Regions from separate parts of the Mus musculus genome. Here all the other regions are linked to region 4. The links are chromatin contacts, called in public Hi-C, HiCAR-type, HiChIP or PLAC-seq, Micro-C and promoter capture Hi-C maps. All regions are on one chromosome and are shown on one strand. Each heading gives the region's core, a stretch centred on a gene start, on an enhancer-like site or on the middle of the called end of the contact. The rest is flanking DNA. Distances are from core to core; before and after follow the strand shown. Region 1 holds the start of Vkorc1l1 (vitamin K epoxide reductase complex, subunit 1-like 1). Region 2 overlaps Adgrd1 (adhesion G protein-coupled receptor D1). Region 3 overlaps Adgrd1 (adhesion G protein-coupled receptor D1). Region 4 holds the start of Mmp17 (matrix metallopeptidase 17). Region 5 has its middle 90 kb from the start of Gm34145. Region 6 has its middle 65 kb from the start of Gm34145. Region 7 holds the start of Crcp (calcitonin gene-related peptide-receptor component protein).

Evidence for each region. Promoter capture Hi-C pulls out the DNA fragments that hold promoters and counts their contacts. Hi-C and Micro-C count contacts between places; a contact is called where the count stands out from the background. HiCAR-type assays count read pairs that join an accessible place to other places. HiChIP or PLAC-seq counts read pairs in DNA pulled down with a chosen protein or histone mark.
Region 1: a contact with region 4 is called in a Micro-C map of embryonic stem cells, with 4 times the contacts expected there. The contact joins the promoter of Vkorc1l1 here to the promoter of Mmp17 in region 4. A contact is called at or near these places in 2 of 39 promoter capture datasets (neutrophils and pre-B cells) and 4 of 484 Hi-C or Micro-C datasets (CD4 T cells, CD8 T cells, embryonic stem cells and 1 more).
Region 2: a Hi-C map of cortical neurons shows a contact between it and region 4. The contact joins the enhancer-like site here to the promoter of Mmp17 in region 4. A contact is called at or near these places in 5 of 39 promoter capture datasets (the HPC-7 cell line, HPC-7-derived erythroid cells, the SN4741 cell line and 3 more), 3 of 484 Hi-C or Micro-C datasets (cerebral cortex, cortical neurons and embryonic stem cells) and 10 of 115 datasets of contacts at active chromatin or transcription factors (astrocytes, craniofacial prominence, embryonic basal ganglia and 7 more).
Region 3: a contact with region 4 is called in a Hi-C map of cerebral cortex, with 2.4 times the contacts expected there. The contact joins the enhancer-like site here to the promoter of Mmp17 in region 4. A contact is called at or near these places in 5 of 39 promoter capture datasets (the SN4741 cell line, cranial neural crest, embryonic stem cells and 1 more), 4 of 484 Hi-C or Micro-C datasets (DN2 thymocytes, cerebral cortex, cortical neurons and 1 more), 16 of 115 datasets of contacts at active chromatin or transcription factors (SST interneurons, craniofacial prominence, embryonic basal ganglia and 9 more) and 2 of 9 other capture datasets (liver and pancreatic islet).
Region 5: an H3K4me3 HiChIP or PLAC-seq map of neural tube shows a contact between it and region 4, with 4 times the contacts expected there. The contact joins the enhancer-like site here to the promoter of Mmp17 in region 4. A contact is called at or near these places in 8 of 39 promoter capture datasets (the C10 cell line, the HPC-7 cell line, the SN4741 cell line and 4 more), 3 of 484 Hi-C or Micro-C datasets (the N1E-115 cell line, cortical neurons and embryonic stem cells), 17 of 115 datasets of contacts at active chromatin or transcription factors (SST interneurons, craniofacial prominence, differentiating embryonic stem cells and 9 more) and 3 of 9 other capture datasets (embryonic stem cells, liver and pancreatic islet).
Region 6: a contact with region 4 is called in a HiCAR-type map of embryonic stem cells, with 4 times the contacts expected there. The contact joins the enhancer-like site here to the promoter of Mmp17 in region 4. A contact is called at or near these places in 1 of 39 promoter capture datasets (embryonic stem cells), 2 of 15 datasets of contacts at CTCF or cohesin (embryonic stem cells and stem cell-derived epiblast-like cells), 10 of 484 Hi-C or Micro-C datasets (the G1E-ER4 cell line, the N1E-115 cell line, brain and 5 more), 15 of 115 datasets of contacts at active chromatin or transcription factors (VIP interneurons, astrocytes, craniofacial prominence and 8 more) and 1 of 9 other capture datasets (embryonic stem cells).
Region 7: a promoter capture Hi-C map of pre-B cells shows a contact between it and region 4, with 3 times the contacts expected there. The contact joins the promoter of Crcp here to the promoter of Mmp17 in region 4. A contact is called at or near these places in 2 of 39 promoter capture datasets (cranial neural crest and pre-B cells).

What each region holds. Positions count from the first base shown.
Region 1 is chr5:129,940,467-129,943,390 of GRCm38.p6, reverse strand. Vkorc1l1 (vitamin K epoxide reductase complex, subunit 1-like 1) reads right to left here and starts at 1,282. Exons shown (of 3, transcript NM_027121.4): 1 at 1,026-1,282. The coding sequence starts at 1,219.
Region 2 is chr5:129,122,978-129,125,883 of GRCm38.p6, reverse strand. The region is part of intron 5 of Adgrd1 (adhesion G protein-coupled receptor D1); the gene reads right to left. Among named protein-coding and RNA genes, the nearest start is that of Gm46923, 7.8 kb to the right of the region's middle. Within about 2 kb of position 1,568, at least 23 of the 459 cell types and tissues checked have an H3K27ac peak or open chromatin away from gene starts, as enhancers often do. A contact at or near this core is called in cerebral cortex and cortical neurons, where this site is marked.
Region 3 is chr5:129,144,456-129,147,302 of GRCm38.p6, reverse strand. All of the region lies in intron 13 of Adgrd1 (adhesion G protein-coupled receptor D1), which reads right to left. Among named protein-coding and RNA genes, the nearest start is that of Gm46923, 29 kb to the right of the region's middle. Within about 2 kb of position 1,567, at least 27 of the 459 cell types and tissues checked have an H3K27ac peak or open chromatin away from gene starts, as enhancers often do. A contact at or near this core is called in SST interneurons, cerebral cortex and pancreatic islet, where this site is marked.
Region 4 is chr5:129,582,781-129,585,740 of GRCm38.p6, reverse strand. Mmp17 (matrix metallopeptidase 17) reads right to left here and starts at 1,572. Exons shown (of 10, transcript NM_011846.5): 1 at 1,293-1,572. The coding sequence starts at 1,448.
Region 5 is chr5:129,216,440-129,219,457 of GRCm38.p6, reverse strand. No RefSeq gene overlaps it. Among named protein-coding and RNA genes, the nearest start is that of Gm34145, 90 kb to the left of the region's middle. Within about 2 kb of position 1,292, at least 26 of the 459 cell types and tissues checked have an H3K27ac peak or open chromatin away from gene starts, as enhancers often do. A contact at or near this core is called in the N1E-115 cell line and neural tube, where this site is marked.
Region 6 is chr5:129,241,394-129,244,238 of GRCm38.p6, reverse strand. No RefSeq gene overlaps it. Among named protein-coding and RNA genes, the nearest start is that of Gm34145, 65 kb to the left of the region's middle. Within about 2 kb of position 1,573, at least 8 of the 459 cell types and tissues checked have an H3K27ac peak or open chromatin away from gene starts, as enhancers often do. A contact at or near this core is called in embryonic stem cells, where this site is marked.
Region 7 is chr5:130,027,929-130,031,021 of GRCm38.p6, reverse strand. Crcp (calcitonin gene-related peptide-receptor component protein) reads right to left here and starts at 1,716. Exons shown (of 6, transcript NM_007761.2): 1 at 1,615-1,716. The coding sequence starts at 1,622. It overlaps Gm40334 (a long non-coding RNA gene), which reads left to right and starts at 2,914. Exons shown (of 3, transcript XR_868562.1): 1 at 2,914-3,093.

The DNA of each region.
Region 1 (2,924 bases), core at 33-2,532, 360 kb before region 4:
CTGCAATAATTCTTTTCACTTTTGCTGGTTTTGATGACTGCTATCAGTTTTTTAAAAAGCCTTTTTTAAAAGTGTAAAATACTTTTTTCTAAGAAAAAAAGCTAGCACACTACATAAAATGTTAACAGGAAAAAAAATCGATGGTATTTTCAAGAAACAAAAAATTGTTTAAATAAACCTGCTTAGCAAAGTTTCGTAAATCTAATCTCTTGCGGATTATTCCGCTAATACTAATCAGCAACATGTAAAAGTCATTCTAAGTCACCCACGGTGGTGCATGCTTGTATTTCCCTACTCAAAAGACTGAGGCAGGGGAATAGCTGTAGAGGTTATAGTCCGATGAGTTTCAGGCCAGTGTGGGTCACAACTCAGATCCTTTCATAAAATAACAGTCATCGTAGTACCTAAAATATCACTATACACAAGGTACTCATCGTTTACTCTAAACTTAAAGTAGACCCGAACTCTGGCCATTTTCCCCCTGCTGGGCACACTTCGTGAAATACACAAGGGAGAAAAATCCAAGAAATCAGATAGGGTTAAGTGCTGGTACCTTCCTCTTCCAGAGTAGGGTCAAATGCGTGTCTACCCGCAAATGTCACTGTCGCCTCCAGAAGGCTGCCAATTCTCCTTAACTCTGAGTACAAAGAGGCCTGAGCACCGAAAACACCTGTCCCGAACAACCCAGAGGATAGTGATAAAAGCCACCGGACATATAGCCCCGGGGTAGCAGAGGTCCCAAGACCCCGGGGATGAATGCTGGCTTCGCCGATCTCTGCATCGGGGGTCTTCACACGCCTCTCTCGGCGACAACAGGGAGAAAAGTCACACCGGCCAGGACGCGCCCGCGCCCTCCCGGCTGCACTGTGCCACCTCATCCCGGAGGCCTGCCCTCAGCCGCCGCCCCCCGGTCACCGCCGTCCGGGTCGCGGCCCGGGCCCCGCTCTCTCAGGCCGGAGCTCCCCGCGCGCTCCCCGCCCCCCGCCGCCGCCCGCGTCGCGCTCCCCTCACTCAAGCCGGGCTACCTGGAGGCCAGGGCGGCGGAGCACTTCACCCAGGGCCCCAGGTCGCAGAGGGCCCGGTGCTCCGGGTCCCTCTCCTTCTCCCGCTCCACGTGGTAGGCGTAGATGGAGAGCAGGATCCCGGCGGCGCACACTGCATACCGGGCCACCCGTTCCCAACGCGGCACCGACACTCTCAGCAGGACGGGCGCCGCCATCTTCCCCCCTCCGCCGCCGCCGCCGCCTCCCTCCGCCTCCACCTCAGACGCCGCCGCCCGTCGGGGCCCGACCCAGCCGCCGCCGCTGCCGCCACCGCCTCCGCCGCCGCCGCCGCCGCCGCCACCACCGCCGCGCCCCATTGGCTCGGTCGCCTCCTCCGGGCCCCGCCCCCACAGGCGCGCGGCCCAACCGCCCCGAGAGGAGTGAGGCGGACTGGGCGGGGAAGGCGCGCGCGGACACAGAGGGAGGGGCGGAGCGCGCAACCGCCAGGGAGGCGGTGCGGCGCATGCGGAGGGCGGGGTCTGAAAGAGGGAAGGGCTTGAGGAGGGGCGGAGCTTGACCAGAATTGGGGCGGAGCGAGAAAGCCGCTCATAAGTGTGGAGGGAGGAGGCGGAGCGCGCAACAGCGGGGAGGTGGTGCGGCGCATGCGGAGGGCGTGGCTGACGGTGGGCGTGGTTTGATTTTAAAGGGGCGGGTGGGAAAACCGCGCGCGGGCGGGGAAGAGGCGGAGGTTGTAAGCAGCCAGGGTTGCGTGGCGCAAGTGAAGGGTGGTGCTGAGAAATGGGGTTCGTTACACTGGAGGGCGCGGTCAGAAGGGAGGCGGAACAAGGTGGGGCGGGAGCGAAGGGAAGGGGCGGAGCGCAAAAACTCTGGTGTGCTGGATGGGGCAGGGGCGTGACCAGGAAGGATGAGGGGTGTGGCCTAGGAAAGGGGTGAGGCGAGAGGTGGTTTGGCTTAATCTTAGGGTCTGTTACAAGGGATCGATTTCAAAGATACTACTACAATGCTTGACTGGGCAAGCCCTTGGCTCCTGGTAGCAATCAGTTGCCTTTCTGCACACACACACATTTCCGTCGTTATCACTTGATATTTCTTATCCAATCCAAATTGTCCCTGACCAATGGCTCCAGAGCTCCAGAGACACGTTTGTGTGACATGATCTTCCCCAGGCACCACCTCCAGGCGTCTTGTGTTCAACATGTGAGAAACTTTTTTCTTAAATGCGCAAAACTATTTTTACATTTAAAAAAACCTATTTTTAAATGGGTTCATGAATACTTCTCTATAATTTGGATTTGATGTGGCTTTAACATAATCCATACTAAAAGGATAAAAATGAACTTTAAAAAAAAAGCTCAAAAACTTGGAAAAAGGGAAATCAGAAGAAAACGAAACGTGAGGAGGTCATAGAGGCTTGCAAAATTGTTAAAATTGAGCCATAACTGATTCTGAGCTTCCTTGCTGTCAAAACTGGACAGGAAAACCCATGTAAGGATATCTGTGTCTACAAAGAAACAAGCTGTTGATGGAGATTGCTAGCTTTTGCTTCAATGCAGCTCTTAGGCTTTGGGGGCATCACCTAGTGATTTTGATTAATAAGTAATGTTCTTCAATTAATTATACAATGTTGGATAACAAATCACCCCAATTTTTTGCAGCTTTAAGCAAGCTAATAAACTGGGTGTCTGTTTGTTTTGTTTGGGGTTTTTTTTTTTTCATTTTCTCTGCGTCAGGAATCTTCCGGCTCAGTCTCTCCACCTTTCCCTCTCTCTTTCTCTTCCTCTCTACCTTGGATCAAATTAAGATGTGAGGCATGGCTGTAGTCATCTCAAACCCTGAGAGTCCTCTTTCAGGTTCTCTCCTATGGCAGTGAGAAGGCTGCAGGTCCTCCCTGGGCAGTAACAACAGCTCCAATTTACACCT
Region 2 (2,906 bases), core at 319-2,818, 460 kb after region 4:
GATGGCTGCTACAGGGGTGAGGTTGGCCATGCATCAGTGTGGCCCATTACATAGTGCAGGGGTGGGTGCTGCAGGGGTGAGGTTGGCCATGCATCAGTGTGGCCCATTACATAGTCCAGGGGTGGGTGCTGCAGGGGTGAGGTTGGCCATGCATCAGTGTGGCCCATTACATAGTGCAGGGGTGGGTGCTGCAGGGGTGAGGTTGGTCATGCATCAGTGTGGTTCAATACTCAATCACAGTGCAGGGCTGGGATGCTGCTGCGGGGAGGTTGGTCATGCGCAGAGGTGGGAGGCCCCTGGCAGCCCTCTGTTCCTTGGACTCAACTTCACTATGGGTTTTTTTTTTTTAACATTTATTTATTTATTACATGTAAGTACACTGTAGCTGTCTTCAGACACTCCAGAAGAGGACGTCAGATTTCATTATGGATGGTTGTGAGCCACCATGTGGTTGCTGGGATTTGAACTCGGGACCTTTGGAAGAGCAGTCGGTGCTCTTAACCACTGAGCCATCTCGCCAGCCCCCACTATGGGTTTTTAATGCTTTAAAACAAGGAGGCTGCCCAGGGCAACAGCACAGTCATGCCAGACTAGCGTCCATGCACCTGGTCTGCAGAGCCAATGAAGAGGCAGCGTGGGAACCTAGTTTTACTGAGGGCAGGCCACCGTGCTGACTAGGCTGCATAGGAAGGTGGGTGCTCCGCCTAGGCGGCAGCTCCCCTTCCCCCTCCTGCCACTAAAAGATGACGCTGGGGCTGCCATTCTCTTTTGTTTCCAATGGGAACTTGGAAGATCTGACTTTTGACATAAAATCGCAACTCACTCAGAAGGTCATTGAAAATCTAAAAACTCACAGGGCAGGAGCCACCAAACTATCCAAAGGCCTGGCTTGACATAGCATATATGACGTTAACCAACATGGGGTGGCACAATGACTAATAGCCAGCCTCCTGGCTCCATCAGAAACTTCCTTAGGAAGACTCTGAGTCCCCCTTCTCATCAATAGGAAGACTGGCCTCCAAAGGACCTCCTCTATTTTATAAGCCTTGGTGTAAGACATCCTCCTGGGGTTGGCAAAGATGACACGGGGCAGCCCCCCTCTGAAGGACACACAGTGCCCCTGCCCATGGGTCACTGTGGACTGCCAGTGATTACGTCAGAGCTTCCTGCTGGGGATTGTGTAATTTTAGTAATTTTGATGCTCTGAAGAACACTTGGATCCTAAGCAGGGCCAAAGCGTTATTGTGCTTGACTTTGAAAGTGAGAATAACAAAGCCCTTCAGTGAACAAATGAGGAGCAGATGAGGAGAGGATGTTTACAAGTCTCTCTCTGCATCCCTGGCTTGGAAAACAGCACGTGTTCGTTTCAAAGAACCTGCTAGATGCCTGGTGCTTGCCACGGGCCCAAGGCCCATGGGGGTGGGGGTAGGGGGATGAGCTGTTACCTAGGAAACCTTGACCTCAAGCGGTCCTCACTGAGAGCCATCGCTGAAATTCAGATGGAGCCTCCATAAGTACGAAGGCAAAAGTGTTTCCAGCCTTGGGAGTGGGAGAGAATCCAGAAATTTGATATCTTCCCTAGCTGCATTTCCCCACCTTGCAGAGGAGGAGCTATGAGCTCAGCTGAAGCACCCACAGAGCAAACCCAAGTCTCCCAGGATTCTGCAGCTCATTGTTGAAGACTCCTTTGATCCATCAGGCGTCTGTCTCCCAGCAAAATAGTAACTGTTACCCTTCTTGTGTTACAAATGAAGAAATGGAACAAAAGTGGTTGAATATGATACCGATACAGGGTCTATAAAGCTCCAAAGTACAGAGTTAGCACCTGGCCTGACGTCTTAACAGGCTGTGCCACCTCCTTCAAATGGGCCATAAAAGGACCCGAGCTACTTCAAAGACATTGTTCTCAACCTTAATCAATGCTGCAACCCTTTAATACCCCCTCCATAAAATCATTTTCATTGTTACTTCATAACTGTAATTTTGCTACTGTTATTGTTGGCATCAAGAACTGGCTTTACAGTCAGGATCTGCCTTTACGGTCTCGAGTCATCTCTGAATGCAGCGATGACCGTGATGTCACCCATTTGCGTCAGGGACCTGCTCATCTGTTGTCATGGCAACAGAGTCCCAGAGTCCACCTGGTTCATCTCCCACCTCTACCTGCAAGTGACTACATCACAGTCTAAATAAAAGGCATCTTGGCCTTCACTCTTTTCCCCCTTCATCTCTGTCGCCCTCCTTTTGCCCCTTCCCCCCACAATAAACCTCTCTCACTTGGAACTGTACTGGCCTGGCATGGTCTTTCCAGAAGCAAGCTGCGTTTCTTTTTTTTTTTTTCAAAGATTTATTTATTTATTATATGTAAGTACACTGTAGCTGTCTTCAGACACACCAGAGGAGGGCATCTGACCTCATTATAGGTGGTTGTGAGCCACCATATGTTTGCTGGAATTTGAACTCAGAATCTCTGGAAGAGAAGTCAGTGCTCTTAACCGCTAAGCCATCTCACCCGCCTGCAAGCCACGTTTCTAACACAACAGTTATGGATTGTAATGTAGATATCTGGTATGTGACCCCAGTGGGGATGTGTGTGTCTCGACCCATAAGTTGAGAACCCCTGTCCTAGAGTCTTAGTATGAAGGATCCTGGCCTATGCCCTGGCTAGTTTCTGTCCAGGTCCTCTCTGCATGCCACATGAAACCCCTCTGTGGACCTGGTCACCTTCTTCCTCTGATACCTTGCACTTTCCCCAGTGCCCCCTTGGTTCAGATGTCCAGTGTCCAGCTCAGCTAATAGCATACCACAGAGCTTCTCCACTTACTCTGAAACTCAGTCACTTCCCATTGGATCTAAAGGTGAATTCTTAACCAAGATGGCACAATGCCCCAGCCTCTCCTCCTGCC
Region 3 (2,847 bases), core at 318-2,817, 440 kb after region 4:
CCCAGTCCCTCTTTAAGGCACAATCCCTCATGCAAGCTCTTTGTTAAAAATAACTCTAGCACCCGACCATTAAGCTAGGAATGTGTCTTTGCCTACCCTTCCTTCGCCCCCGCCCCTCTGGTTTGCAAACTGGCACCTTCCCAGAACTTCACAGGAAGCAGAAGTGGAGTTCTCCACGAGACCACCAACAGCACTGGGAGGGCAGGGCCTGTAATCCCACCGCAATGGAAGGTCATCTCTTCCTCTCAGGCTGGCTTCCCTAATGGTAGCCTGCAAGCCTCCAGACAAGATAGGGAGCTAGGGGATGGGGAGGGCAAAGCCAGGGGTCCACCATTGGCTTCATTTTTTAAAATTACATTTTTATTTATGTGTGTGTGCGTGCACATGCATGGGTGCATGAGTATGTGTGTATTCATTATTTGTACATGTGTGTGCGTGTATGCAAGTGTGTGTGAGTGCCTATGTATGTGTGTGAGTATGTGTGTGTGTGCGTGTGTGTGTGCACACGTGAACGTATGTGAGCATTATTTGTACATGAGTGTGCACATGTGTGTATGTGTGTGCGCACTGTGTATGTGTGCATATGTGTGTGCACGTGTGTGTGTGCATAGGTACGTGTGTGTGTGTTTGCATGTGCACACACAGGCATAGATTAAAGGATAACTTGTAGGAGCCAGCTCTGTCCTTCTACCATGTGAGTCCCCGGCATAAAATTCAGATTGTTGGATCTGGTGGCAGATGCCCCTATCCCCTGAGGTGCCTCGCTGACCCCCACCACTACCTTCTTAAGTAGACTCAGCACTCGAGACAGACCAGTCTTCTCCTGCCTTTGAGAGGGAAGCACATACGATCGATCGATCCCAGAACAGACAGTCCCATTCAGGTCAGTTCTCAGTGCTTCACCTGCTCTTTGGAGGCCTTGGTTGTCTGAGTCTCCCTACTCCCATAAGCCGTCATCTCCTTTCCAACCGGACCAGTCGGCGCACGCATGTGCAGGCAGGCGGGCATCCTGCCCTCCTGCTGCCTCCCCGTGATCATTCCAGCCCTCTCCATCCATTTCCTGCACCTACATTCCAGTCAGGGTATGCTGGGCAGAGCGCACATCTGGGTGGTGAACTCTGTTTGACTGCTGCTGAGGAGTCCCATAAGACCATAGTGGGATAATCATTCTTTAAGGCTCTGTGTTAGTCTGTCCTGGACTACTTATAAAAACTCCATCTCCAGAAGCGAGTCACACACACACACACACACACACACACACACACAAACACACAAACACATGACTCCAAAAGAGATGGAGTGGAGTGAGGGGCTGGAATCTGTCACTGTCACCCACCATGACAACAACCCAAGAGACTTCTCCTGCCCCTCCTCCCTCCCTCCCTCCACACCCCCATGGCATGGCCAGGGGACACCAGAGGGGAAAGGCAAGAGGAAAGGTCTGTTAGAAGCAAGGAGAGCAAGGAATCTCTTTGTAGGTAGATGTGAACTCTCCAGAGGACCAGCTTCTGTGCTATGAGGAGATTGCGTAATACTGGGAGCCCTGTAAACCAGGTTAGGGGGTGGGACCAAGCAGCACTGCTGTGCAGCTGGCAAAGCCAGGGTTTCCGGCAACAGCCTGGAGACACTTTCAAGGCAAACAAGAGGGAGAAAAGCAGGAATGCCTCCCTTGGAAGAGTGTGGAAACAAACTTGTGCCTAACACCTTGGATTTCTTTGTTCCGGCCAGCCTGAGCGTATGCAGGCCCGCGTGTACACATCAACACATCTGCACAAACAGGTGTGCTCTCCTGGGTGTATGGATGCCATAAAACCCTGGTTCTGGGCCAGCTTGCCTGCCCTCTGCCCTCCATGGCTCTTGTCCCCCCTTCCTGTTCCACCTTTTCCTGCCTCCAGAAGGTGGCCCTGACTGTGGTTTCCAATATGCCTCCTTCCGGCTTCCTGATCTCTGCTATCATCCTTGAGTTCCCTCTCCAGGAGCTTCACCCGGAACACTGAGGTTCCCAAGGCCTTGGGGACCCTCTGCTGTGTGCTCAGCAGCACTCCTGAGATGCTAGGTGCCAGCTACAAGCCTTTGAGAGATGCACAGGAAGAAGTGAGCATGCACACGACCACATGAGCATCGTAGGAACAACAGCCCATCAGAGCCCATAATCTGCCATTCTCACCTATGGGTCCAGGGAGCTGTGGGCCTGGGAGGACCAAGCCTGGAGCAAGAGTGGGGTCAAAGCGTGACCAAACCCCAGAAATCTCATCCTGAGATGGAAAGGAATAGGATCATTCGAAACCCTGCCCTGGGGCCTTCATGTCCTGGTCCCTGTCCTCTGTCCCTCACCAGAGGAGGTCATGTAGCTATTAGCCAGGTTAAACTTCCTGTCTCTTTATAAGGTCATGTCCAGCAGCTCCTGGAGTTTATCCTCATACAAATGAGGCATCCCCAGCACCTTGGACCCCATCAATGATACATTTACCCAGATAGCCCCTACTGACCCCCTCAAAGGTTTAAACAGCCTTTGTGTCCCCCCCCCCCAATAAATGGAACCAGTTCTCCAAAGCTGTTCCTGGGTGTGTTCACAACCTGTGCACTTACTGCCAACCAAGATCCTGCCGGTGCACACCGGGCCTGGCTCAGCTTCTCTCCCTCCAGCCCAGCCTGGTGCACAGTGGGCTGGCTACCCTGAAAGGGAGAAGCAGACGCAGGACGGCACTTCCCTACAGGCAGAGCTACATAAAGATGACAGAACCTCAGTGTGAATGAGTATATCGCGACAAATAGCTCATCCTTCCAAAACCAGAGGCGACACTCTTGGGCTCCTAAGCAACGCATGACAGAGCTCAGCTCTGCATC
Region 4 (2,960 bases), core at 323-2,822:
TGGACTCTGTTGTCACCCACCAGAACTGGGTCTGGATGTCCTAATGCTCATGGCATCGGGGAGCCAGCTATGAAAGCCTAGGATCAGGAACGTGAGGAACCCCTATTTTAGAGGCCACTGGAGTGGGAAGAAGCCACCTCAGGGGACCCTCAGACATCTGCAAGTGGGCAGAGAAAGCATGGGTCGCTGCCACCTCAGATGCCTGGGGGGTGGCAGAGTCTGCCCCTCTCAGATCCAGGGGCAAATGTTGCCAAACTGGAGGTTGCTCCCGCCCCAGTGTCTCCTCCAGCAGGAAATCTCCATGACACCTTGCCTAGACCTGAGGTGTAGGAGTCCTCGTTGCCAACCGCCCGTGGAAAGCGGACTCTGCCAGGACCCCATTAGGATATTGGCTGGCTTGTGCCAATCAGGAAGCCGCGCCTGGCCGGGTCTCCAGATCTAAGGAACCCAGGCCGGGGCCTCCTCCTCCTCCTCGAAAGCGGGCTCTAGTCACCGCGCGCGCCTTTGCAGAGGGCTTCGCGGGCCTGCGGAGCCATAAAGTCTGATCGAAACCTTCCGGGTCTCCTGCGGGTTTCCAAACCCGACTTCAGTCAGGAGGGTGGGCAAGAGGTGGGAAGAAGCCGGTACCCGGGTCCCCAAGCTGGAGTGCCTAGCTAAGCTCTGGCAGTGGGAGTTGGCGGGATGGGGACGGCAGCGGGCTTGACACAGCAGAGGTTGTCACCCGCACCGGCGGGACAAGGCCGATCGCTCCGGTGGAGGAGGGAGACGGGGTCGCGGCACGCTCGCCGTGCGGGAGGCTCTTCTAACATCGTCAGCGGGGCAAACTCGGGAACCCCAGGTTTTCCGGACGCCCACAGGCGCGTCCCCGGCCTGGGGTGCGCGCCCCTGACCTCCCACTCCGGCCGCGAAGCTCGCGGGGCGCACCGCTCCGGGCGTCTGTGACACCGGTCACCCCGCCAGAGGTCTCTGTGGAGCTGCTTTTAACCAGAGACCAGGCTCCGGCTGGGCGACCACCTCCCCGGGGCGCCCGCGGCTGCGGCGCACGACTGCACGGAGCGGGAAAGGGACCGGCATCCTCCTAGACCTGCAAGCGTGAGCCTCGAGCAGCCCGAGCCCCAGCCTCAGTTTCTCTGTCTTAAAAATGGGTTCCCCCCCACACCCCCGCCTCACCGGGATTCGCGCACCTCTCCGAAAGGAGCAAGGGCGAGTCTCCCTTCTCCCTTGCACCTCGTGAGCGCCTGGGGACTCGGCTCCCGAGTGCCCAGGGTCCCGTGCCCCTGTCGTTCACTCACCACCCCGAGGCTGAGGTCCTCCGCGCGGGGCGCGGGCGCTGCGCAGCCCCCATGGGCCGCCAGCGCCAGTACAAGCAGCAGTGGTGGCAGCCCCGGCCCGGGGCGTGGAGGGCCAGGTCCCCGGGGGGACCCAGGTCCCCGCGGGCGGCGTCCCATCCCGCTCTCCCAGGTCGGGTGGCGAGGGTCCCCGCACCCGCCAGCAGCCAGCTCCGCGCCTCGCTCGGCTCCGCGCCCGCACCGCTCCGCTCCGCGGGACTGAGCCGCGCGCCCGCCCGCCTCCGGGGCAGGGCCATGCTAATGTATGCTAATAAACATCGCCCCGCCCACTCCCTTAAAGGGGCCCCCGCGCGGGCGGGACCCGGTAATGGCACAGAAGCTTTGCCCACCCCGAAGGCTGGAGCACTGCTGCAGACAGGGAGCCGGCGGATCGGGCTGCGAGTGTCCTAGAGTTCTCTGCCGTCCTCTGGACGCGCCCCCTGGTCGCCTGCTAGAACCCTTGGTTTAGTTTCAGGTCACTTAGGACCTAAAGACCGCTGCAGCGCGCGTGATGGGCACACGGGGGAGCCCGCGGGCCACAGAGTCTTGGGGCGAGTGGGAGTAAGCACCCCGATTCTGAGAGATCGGAGGTGGGGGAGGGGATTAGTGTGATACAAGAGAGCGTAGGAGGGAGCGGGGGCATGGGGTGGGATGGGATGGGTGAGCGTGGGCGGGAGTAGGGGCTTAGGACGGGAGACTAGGCCGAGAGCACACCTGAGTCCTGTATGGAGCCTTGGGCACAGAGCACCTTTTCCCCTTAGTCCGCCAGGGAGCATCTAGCCTCTGCTGCTGAGGGTCTGCATCAGGTGTGAAAAAAGAGACTTTGTTTTGAGGGGCGGGGAGTGAACCCCCCATGCTTCCGGCGGGCTGGACCCGTTCTATCTCCGTGAGCCGGGAGGCTATGAATAGCAAACATTAGCTGGGATCTGGCACCCGCTCAGCACTTTACAGATGAAATTTTCTTTCTCGCAACCCGTAAGAAGTGGAAACCATAGTTCCCAATTTGTACACAAAGAAACTGAGGTCCAGAGAAAATAATACCTAAGTAGGAGACAATGTGGAGTGACAATGTGGAAACTGGCTGGGCCAAGGGACAGAGTTCAAAACCAGCGCCCTCCCACCCCAAGCCCCCGCCCCAGCGGCTGGGTCTCCAGCCCCTTCCCCGCGGGTTTCTCTAGTCCCTCGGTGTCGTTAGGATTACAGTCTATTTATTGTTTGCACGCGGACACTGAGGTTTAGATGATGCCTCTAAAGGAGAGGGTGGGTGACTCCCTGCTTTGAAGGCAAAGTTCCCTCCCTCAACTCCCAGCTGGTGTCTATCCATACCCTGTTGCTCTCGGGGGTCTGGGTGGTTTGGGGAGAAGATTAGATTCTGCACCAGCTTGAGATGGGTCCGTGGGTTGGGGGGTGGGAGGGCGGGGGTTAGGACCTTGACACGAGAAAGCCCTAGAGACAGAGAGTGCGCAGCCACAAGACAGTAGCATCTCCCGGGTGTTTAGCTATGTGGAACAAACTCCCTATCAACCCGTGGAACAGTACTGCCCACAGTTAGTTAAAAATGGGTCTTCCTATCTCAATTAACCTAATCTGGATAATCCCTTCGAGGCGTGTCCAGAGGCTAACCTAATCTAG
Region 5 (3,018 bases), core at 43-2,542, 370 kb after region 4:
ATCTGTCCAGCCTCCAATTGTTTGGAAGGTTGTTTTGTTTGGTTTTGTCTTTGTGTGTGTGTGTGTGGGTGTGTGTGTGTGGGGGGGGTATTGGTTTTGCTGAGTTGGCTGATTTTTTGTTTTGTTTTGTTTTGTTTTATCTCTGCTGTGCCCTCCAATCCCTTTCTCCCACTAGTTTTAGCTTTTATTTTGCTCATTTTTAGAGTATGAAGTCAGATCATAGATTTGCCCTTTTCTCTTTTAACGTTGATGCTCACAGCAGTATATTACCCTGACGGAGCTGCTTTCCCCCATGGTCTGAAAGTTTGGTATCTTTTTTTTTTTTTCTTTATTTCATTCTAAAAGTCTTTCCCTCAGGACTTCTTTTTCTAACAGCTCTTGAAAGTGCATGGCTCAGTGTGTTCGTCTATCTCTGCTCTCTTCCTCCCCTCTGTGACTAGCTTCAGTCAACTCTTGTGTTGTTAATCATTTGAAACAAATCAAAAAACAAAGGTCTGTCCTGGGCAGTGCTCCACATGGGCTTGTGTCTGTGGGTGTTGGCAGTGTGATCCTAATCTAGCGGGTCCAGCTGGACCGTGGAGTCCAAAGCCTCCGTTCTGTTTTCAACCTTGTTAAACTGCACTCTGTTACGGAGAGCATCTCCTTGCCTGGGTAGCTACTGCAATGAACTCCAGTTCCTCAGAGCGCCCTTACAGCTGGGCCTGCCCCTCCCCCATGGGAGGAACTACCCCTTTGTCTCCTGCCCCTATAACCCAGCTCACTATTATCTTAGGAAGGCCCAGGCACTGGGGGGCAGGAGGGCGGCTGCTGTGGCTTCACCTCCCAGACATGGGGTTGGGGACTGTGGCTTTCTCGCCGAGATGCAAAGGAGATGCCAGTGGTGAGGCTGGACACCAAGGGACACAGCTGAGATGTGACACACGGATGAGAAAGCATTAATTATCTGGAAATAGAATTCAAAATATTTTAGATGGAGTCAAATTAGCCTCCAGCTGGGATTCTGGCGGAGCAGATGTCACCCTGTCATATCTCACTGCCTCTGCCTCCCCTGAATCTCTGCCACCTGAGTTTAATTCACAGAACTTAGCCCAGTTCTTGTGCTCAAACTCCACACAAGAGAGGTCTGGCCCTGGTGCAGTCATAGAAGCCAATGGTGAGGGGGAGGACGGGGGGGGGGGGGGGGGGGCGGGGAGCAAAGTTCCAGGCTCCACCCAGCTAAGTCTTGTCCTGGACACAGGCTGTCATCATGAAATCCATATGGGCTCCAGAAAGGACAGTGCCTCTCCCCACAGGATGCAGACAATGTTCTGGGACTCACTCCTGCACCTGAGATGACAAAGAGGAATTCCCCGCTGCTCTGTAAGTGATGGTGTGTGGCTCAGCCCTGCCAGCGAGAGGATAAATGGCCCTCGGGAGCGCCTGTGAATGTGTGAAAGCCCAGATCATAAAGAGCAGTTTTCTTAACAAAATCAATCTTCAGATGTATGGTTTTCACAGTCGGGATGGGAAAGGCACAAAACATGGTAATCGTAACAGGGAAAAAAAAAAAAAAACCAAAACCAAAAACACTCTAGCAACGAAAACACTCTAGCAGATCCAAGAGCTTTCTGTGCTGGGTCTCCACCAAGTTTGTTTACAAATGGCAGCATCGGTCCTGCAAGGGGGTTGGTGGGGGGGCGACTCCCTCACGAGGCCCTTGCTCATCTGATGCGCCTGTCAGGACTCTGCAAAATGCTGTGCTGGTCCCTCCTGGACACGCCCTTCTCCTGCCTGACTCTTGTCAATCTCAAGGTCAGCCCCGCCCCTGACAATGAATGCTACCAGCTCGGAGCAGTTTTCCTCTGCGTTCAGAAACGCGGCCTCCCACATCTCCGACCTCAAAAATGACCTCTCACGTCACGGCTCAGAGGTTTCTCCCTGTTTTATGGGTCAGAAATCGGACACATAGGTCATAGCTCAGGGTTGCTCGCCTCTCTGGAGATCTGAGGGGAAGCCCTCAGGGTGTAGGAGAATTGGGTGCTTGTGGCTTTAACGCTGAGGTCCCTCTTCCCCTATGGCTGCCAGTTGAGGCTTTACCAACTTGCTGGGTCCCGTGTTCCCTGTAGCTTACATCTCTGTCCTCAAAGCTGTTTCTTCCTTCTAGCTCACTGGGGGCGGTCTACCTGGCAATTATCCTTCCAGATGGAGTCATGTGGTGATTGATGCTGCCCCACCCTGGGTCCTCCAAGCTCCTTCTTGGATCCAGTCCCACAGTATCTTTCCCCAGACTGGTGACATGCTCAGGTTCTGGGGATTCCAGTGAACACCTAAGGGACTGTTACTCTGCCAACCACAGCATCAGGAGTGGAGTGGAGCTGAGGTTGTCCTGACTCCATTCCCCCACACAAGGTGTCCCATGACCCCATGGGTGCTTCTCCATCCACCATAGCCTACTAGAAGCTCAATCTTCCCAAGGTTAACAGCTTCCAGAGGTTCACCACTGAACTTGAGTCTATATGTAGTGAGTGCCTCAGATGTGGGATTCTGGGGTACAGTGGACAGACGTTGACGGAGCTGGTCCCCTTCGAAGTGTATAGGGGTCTTCTGTATCTCTCAATGATGGCCAGTGAGAACAGGGCCCGATGTCAAAGAAAATTAGGAATAGGAATTCTAGGCCAAAGCTCTCAGCTTTCAAGCACTGGAGATGACGTTAGCTTTCTAAGCACAGACAGACGGAGGTTAAATGAATACCTGAGGCCCCTTCTGGCATGTAACCTTGTGTGCAACCTATGTCCAGAAAAATGCCTTTAAAAAAAAAGAAAGAAATCAAACAACCAGAGTCTCTTTCATAGACCTCTCAATAAAACCTGATATTATCTTTACTCCCTCTCTACAAAGGCAAAAGGCTATCTCCTGGCAACACCGCTGCCCACCCCCATCCCCTACCCTGTTCCCTGCAGCAGCTCCGCTGCCTCCCCTGGGTTCCCACTCTGAGCCTTGATTTCCTGGTTTCTTCTCCTGGGAGACTCCCCTTCCCAT
Region 6 (2,845 bases), core at 324-2,823, 340 kb after region 4:
CTAAAGATGCAAAGTCCCTGCAGGAGTGTAAGAAGTATCCAGGAAGTCATTCATGTCCTGTGTACAGGGTCATGCACACCGGAGTGTGGGACCATGTTGTTAAGTGAGAACAAACAATGGGATTAAGGTGAACTCAAGGGTTAATTTAAGGGGCCAGGTCAGAAACTCTGAGCAAGGTAGATAAAAGGGATTGCAGCTGGGTATGGTGATAGATGTCTATTTGACTCCCCGGGCATCTGCTCAAGCTTCCAGGTGATTGTGTCCCCCGACAAAGAATTGCACCAGAGACATACGGTTGGACATAGCAATTGAGACGTTTTATTAAGAGAAAGAGGTTTCTGCAGCGCTCAGAGAGAGCATCTGGCTCAGGTGAAAAGAGCCCTTGGCAAGCAATTGCAGCTCTGAGCTGGTGACAGAAACCAGGAGGGGCCCTCAAGATGTTCTCTTTATAGCTAAGGGGAGAAGAAGCACCCCCGAGGGATAGTGACATCACCCTCCTGGGGAAGTTTACATGCTGGGGACTGGGTCTACTTAATTTACTTGATCTGTTCTCAATTGGCCCAACATGCCTGTTTACCTGGGCAGGCTGCTCAGATCTCAGAAGCGCCTGCTCCAAATCTCTCCGTGTCCCACTTTTCCTTTGAGGGGGAGGCTATGGCTATGCAGCCCCGAGGACAAGGCAGAGGGGTGGCAGCGGGTGATTGGATGGGGACAGCGGAGCTGCCCAAAGCAATATCAGGATTTTAGTTCAAGACTTGGAACAAGATGCCAGGCAGGCAAAATCGTGTGGCATCCACAACAGGCCACAATGAAAGTGATGCAGGTGAGAGGTGGGGGGAGGTCCCTCCCGGCCTGGGGCGGTTCTTTGTGGCACGAAATACTTGTGCTAAGTCCCCCTTTCATTAATGAGTCCCCTGGAGGGCTGATGTTTGACACTCCCAGACTGTGCCTGGAGTGTCACCTGCTCTTGCTTATTGTCTCACATGCAAAACTGCTTTGGAATCTACAATTCTGGGATTCTTCATCTTCTGTGACCAAGGCTTCTTTCAATGTGGCTATGATCCAGTTCACTTCCTTAGCCATGGCTAGACCAGCAGGTTAGCAGGTTTCTGGGGGTGAACTGGAAGATCCTGGAAGCGTTTGTGTGTAAGATGCATATGTGTGTGTGTGTGTGTGTGTGTGTGTACATACAGGTTCATGTGTACATGTATGTCCATGTACAAGGAGATGCCAGACAACACCTGAGCTGCCATTCCTCTGGTGTAGTTTGCATTGTTTGTTTGAGGCAGGGTCTCTCATTGAGACCCTGGAGTCATCAAGTAGGCTAGGCTCAATGGCTCCACAGCCTAGGAACCTACATTTCTCCACCTCTTCTGTGTCAGGAGAGCAAGTACACATGCCTCATGCAGCTGGCATTTTACATGGGCCCTGAGGACCAAACTCAGGCCCTTCACATGCAAGGCAAGCTCTTTACAAGCTGAGTCACCTCCCCAGTTGGTTGGGGGGGGGGAGTTTTAAGCATCTGCCCCGGTTGTTTTCAGCCGCCATTGAGGTCCTGGGAACATTTTATTACTAGAGGAGGAATCAAGGTTACATCTTTCACAGGAATAGCAAGGCAGCCCTGACTCCCAGACTGTTTAAAGCAAGCTCTGATGTGAGACCTGGGCTTTTTGCCCTTGAAACTGTAGCAACCAGCACCATGGGCAGGGTCTCTGTGAGCTTGACCTTGAGGTTTTAAATGAAGCTCTACCGGGCACTCCTTCCTGCATCTCCTTGGCCTCCAAGGAAGAGGGAATTAAAGACCCTGTGAAGCATACCCTTTGATTTGCTAATTCCTGGGAAAGGGAGCCAAGAATTGTCCTTTGGGGCTTAGAACACAGAAGCAAAGGCTCCAGGAAATGTGGGCAGCTCAGTAGGCTGTGAGTGGCACGTGGTCAGTGGAAGATACTGAGGTTCGAGGTCACTGCTAGGTGACATCACAAGATCTGCATCTCCAGGAGCCTCCTGAGAGATCCAACCTCCAGAGGCCAACAGAAGCCTGGCAGAGTGAGAACCTGGCCCTATGCTCCCAGCTTATCGGAGCTGCAGGGGGCTGCCTGGGCTTCATGTGCCTCAGGGTGCTGAAGTTTCACCCTGAGCCGTCTTCAGGCTTGTCACCTCATAAACACTTCCGAATAACGGTGGCAAAGCCACCTTATCCACATCCTGCTGGGGCTTCCTCTGCTTCCAGCCAAGAGCGGTTTCCCGTCATGCTAATGAAAAGTTTAGCTGGAACAGAAGTGAGGTTTAAAAGAGAAATATCGAGGAGGCCATGCTGGGAGCACGGAAGGTGCGGGGGACGCCGGGACTGGAGATTTGAAATCAGGCCAATTTCTTCATCCTACAGAAGGGGAAACAGAGGCCTGGAGAAGTGGTAGGCCTCACCTAGGTCACAGAGCTAGAGGCTAGCACCAAGGTGCCTGTCACTGGCAGGAGGCATCTGAGACAGTATAGTATCTGTACTGGCTAGTTTTGTGTCAACTTGACACAGCTGGAGTTATCACAGAGAAAGGAGCTTCAGTTGGGGAAATGCCTCCATGAGATCCAGCTGTAAGGCATTTTCTCAGTTAGTGATCAAGGGGGAAAGGCCCCTTGTGGGTGGGACCATCTCTGGGCTGGTAGTCTTGAGTTCTATAAGAGAGCAGGCTTGAGCAAGCCAGGGGAAGCAAGCCAGTAAAGAACATCCCTCCATGGCCTCTGCATCAGCTCCTGCTTCCTGACCTGCTTGAGTTCCAGTCCTGACTTCCTTTGGTGATGAACAGCAGTATGGAAGTCTAAGCCGAATAAACCCTTTCCTCCTCAACTT
Region 7 (3,093 bases), core at 467-2,966, 450 kb before region 4:
GAGAGAGAGAGAGAGAGAGAGAGAGAGAGAGAATATGTGTGTATGTTCGTGTGTGTATGTGTATATGTGTGTGTGTGTGTGTGTGCGTGTATGTGCGTGTGTGTATGTGTATATGTGTGTGTGTGTGTATGTGTGTGTGTGTGTGTGTTAGTAATAAAGTACCTGCTTACCATCCCTAGGTTCTATCCCCAGCACCACACCACATCATCATCACAATAACAATGATAATAACGGTGTGGAAGGTGTCTGTCATTCAGTGGTACCTGCCAAGCATGTGTAAGACTGTGAGTACCATCCCCAACATCACAAAATGATGACCATAATGATGAGGAGAAGGAAGAAGAGTATATCCCAACAACAGCTGGGGGTACTGTTCAGAAATCTGCCTAGTTGCCAGGCGGTAGTGGCGCACACCTTTAGTCCCAGCACTCAGGAGGCAGAGGCAGATGGATATCTGAGTTCAAGGCCAGCCTGGTCTAAAAAGCGTGGTCCAGGACAGCCAGAGCTCTACCGAAAAACCTTGTCTGGAGGGAGTGGGGGGGAAACTTGGCCTGGTTTTCTGGTTGGTCTTAACTGTCAACTTGAAACAGCTTGGAATCATCAAAAGGAGACGAAGCTTCAATGACAAACTGCCTTTTATCAGGCTGGTCTATGGGCATGTCCATGAGGGATCGTCTTGATTATTAAATGATGCAGGAGGGTACAACCTGGCCAACTGGTGGTGGCACAGGCTTTTAATCCCAGCACTTGGGAGGCAGAGGCAGACGAATTTCTGAGTTTGAGGCCAACCTGGTTTACAAAGTGAGTTCCAGGACAGCCAGGGCTACACAGAGAAACCCTGTCTCAAAAAAACAAACAAACAAACAAACAAACAAAAATTAGAAAATGCCAGAGAGTAAACCAGCCATCAGAGTTCTTGAACTGTTTCTGAAGCTTCGGTTTCCTGCCTCGAGTTCCTGCCCTGACTTCCCTCAATGATGGACTGTGTCCTGGAAGTGTAAGATGTAATAAAAACCTTTCTATTCCTAAATTGCTTTGGTCATGGTGTTTGTCACAGCAACCGAAAGAAAACTAGCACACCCAGTACGATCACAACCCTGGGTACCTTCCTCAAATTTCCAAAATAACAATAGCGATAATGGCTGGCGATGCAGGTCGGTGGCAAAGCCTTTGCCCAGCAAAGTCCTGGGTACCATTTCCACCATCACAAAACGATGATGGTGATGATGCTGGCTGGGAATATGACTCAGTCAGTAGTAGAGTGTTTCCCTAGCGTATGCAAAGTCCACATCCCAAGATAGTAATGATAATGACTGGGACGTTATCTCTGGGTCGCACTACTTCCAGACCGCGTGCACGGTCTTGGGATCCATTCCCAGAACCAAAAGAAAGAAAAAAAGGAAACCTCTCTATCCTTTCAACATTCCCCTCCCCAAAAGATGTGGGAGGCGAGCGAGTTCCCAAGCAGCAGGGTCCCTCCCCTGCCGCCCCACTTCCAGGCACTTCCGGCCCGTGCACCCCGCCCACCCGTCCTGCTCGCGGGTCCCGAGGTCTAGCCGCCGGCCGCTTCGCGGTCCCCAGATGATCCTGGCTTCCCCTGGTCGTGTCGCTTACACTTCCATGTTGCCTCTGCCTCAGCGTACGCAACCGCCGTGAGAAGAGTCTCACGTTGCGCCGGCGCTGCTCTGCTCACCGGTTCCGTGTGTGTGCCGCAAGGCACGCTGGGACCGCCGGGGTGCATGCCGGGATCGCTGCGGGGCACGCCCGGTTCTTCCTTAATTCTAGGTGTCCCTATCCTGGTCTAATTTCAGACTGTCGAGCGTTTTCGTAGTGCAGGTTTTGTTAGGATTTGCCTTGGCCGCATTAAAATCCCTAAACCGGTCATACTGGCTCATACCTGTAAACCCAGCAGTAGAGAGGCTGAGGCAGGAGAAGTGTTAGGAGTTTCTGGCCAGCCTGAGCTACATAATGACTTTCAAGCCATGGGGGCTATTTGAGACTTTGTGTTTTTGTTTTTGTTAAAAACAAAAAACACATGCCGGCCAGTGGTGGCGCACGCCTTTAATCCCAGCACTTGGGAGGCAGAGGCAGGCGGATTTCTGAGTTCGAGGCCAGCCTGGTCTACAAAGTGAGTTCCAGGACAACCAGGGCTACATAGAGAAACCCTGTCTCAAAAAAACAGAAAACAAAACCAAAAAAAAAAAAAAAAAAAAAACCAAACAAAATGAAACAAAACAAAAAACATAAGCCAGGCAAGGTAGCACAAGCCTCTAATTCCAACAAGGGGGAAAGAAGGAGGCAGAGAAAAGAGAAACCCAGTCTCAACAGACAGAAATAGAACTGGGGGAATGGTTTAAGCACGTAGGAAGCTGAGGCAGGTGGAATGCCTTGAGTTTGAGGACAGCTTGGGCAACATGGTGAATTCTAGTCAACGTAGGCTATGTAGAGATCCCGTTTCCCATACAACCGTTAAAAATTGGGAGTTGGGGGGGAGAGACAGATTTTCATTAAGTAGCCTTTCAGACTCAGAGATCTGCCTGCCTCTGCCTCCCAGTGCTGAGATTGGTGTGAGTGTTAAAATGGTTTGCAGGGGATAATGTATTAGAAATAGAGGGTGTCTGGCTGGTATGGTGGCACATGCCTTTAATCCCAGCACTTTGGAGGCAGAGACAGACAGATTTCTGAGTTCTTAGTTCAAGGCAGCCTGGTCTACAGAGTGAGTTCCAGGACAGCCAGGGCTACACAGAGAAACCCTGTCTCAAAAAAACAAAAAGAAAAGAAAACTCTGTCTCATAAAAACCAACACATGTGTGTGTGTGTGTGTGTGTGTGTGTGTGTTCAACAGGTACATCCAAGAATGATGGTATTTGAAAATAAGAAAAAATTAAATTAAAAAATTATCAAGTAAATAAAATGTCATCATAACGTAAGACTGAATGGTGCCCTGTACCTGTCTTGAGGAGAATGGGTCCCACAATGGTGTTCATGGTGTTACTCGCTCAACAGTCTTACCGTGATTGCCCACTGGGTGCTGGTGATTCAGATGTGAATAATACACACTCTCCAAGCTAGCTGACAGCCCAGTTGGAGGAC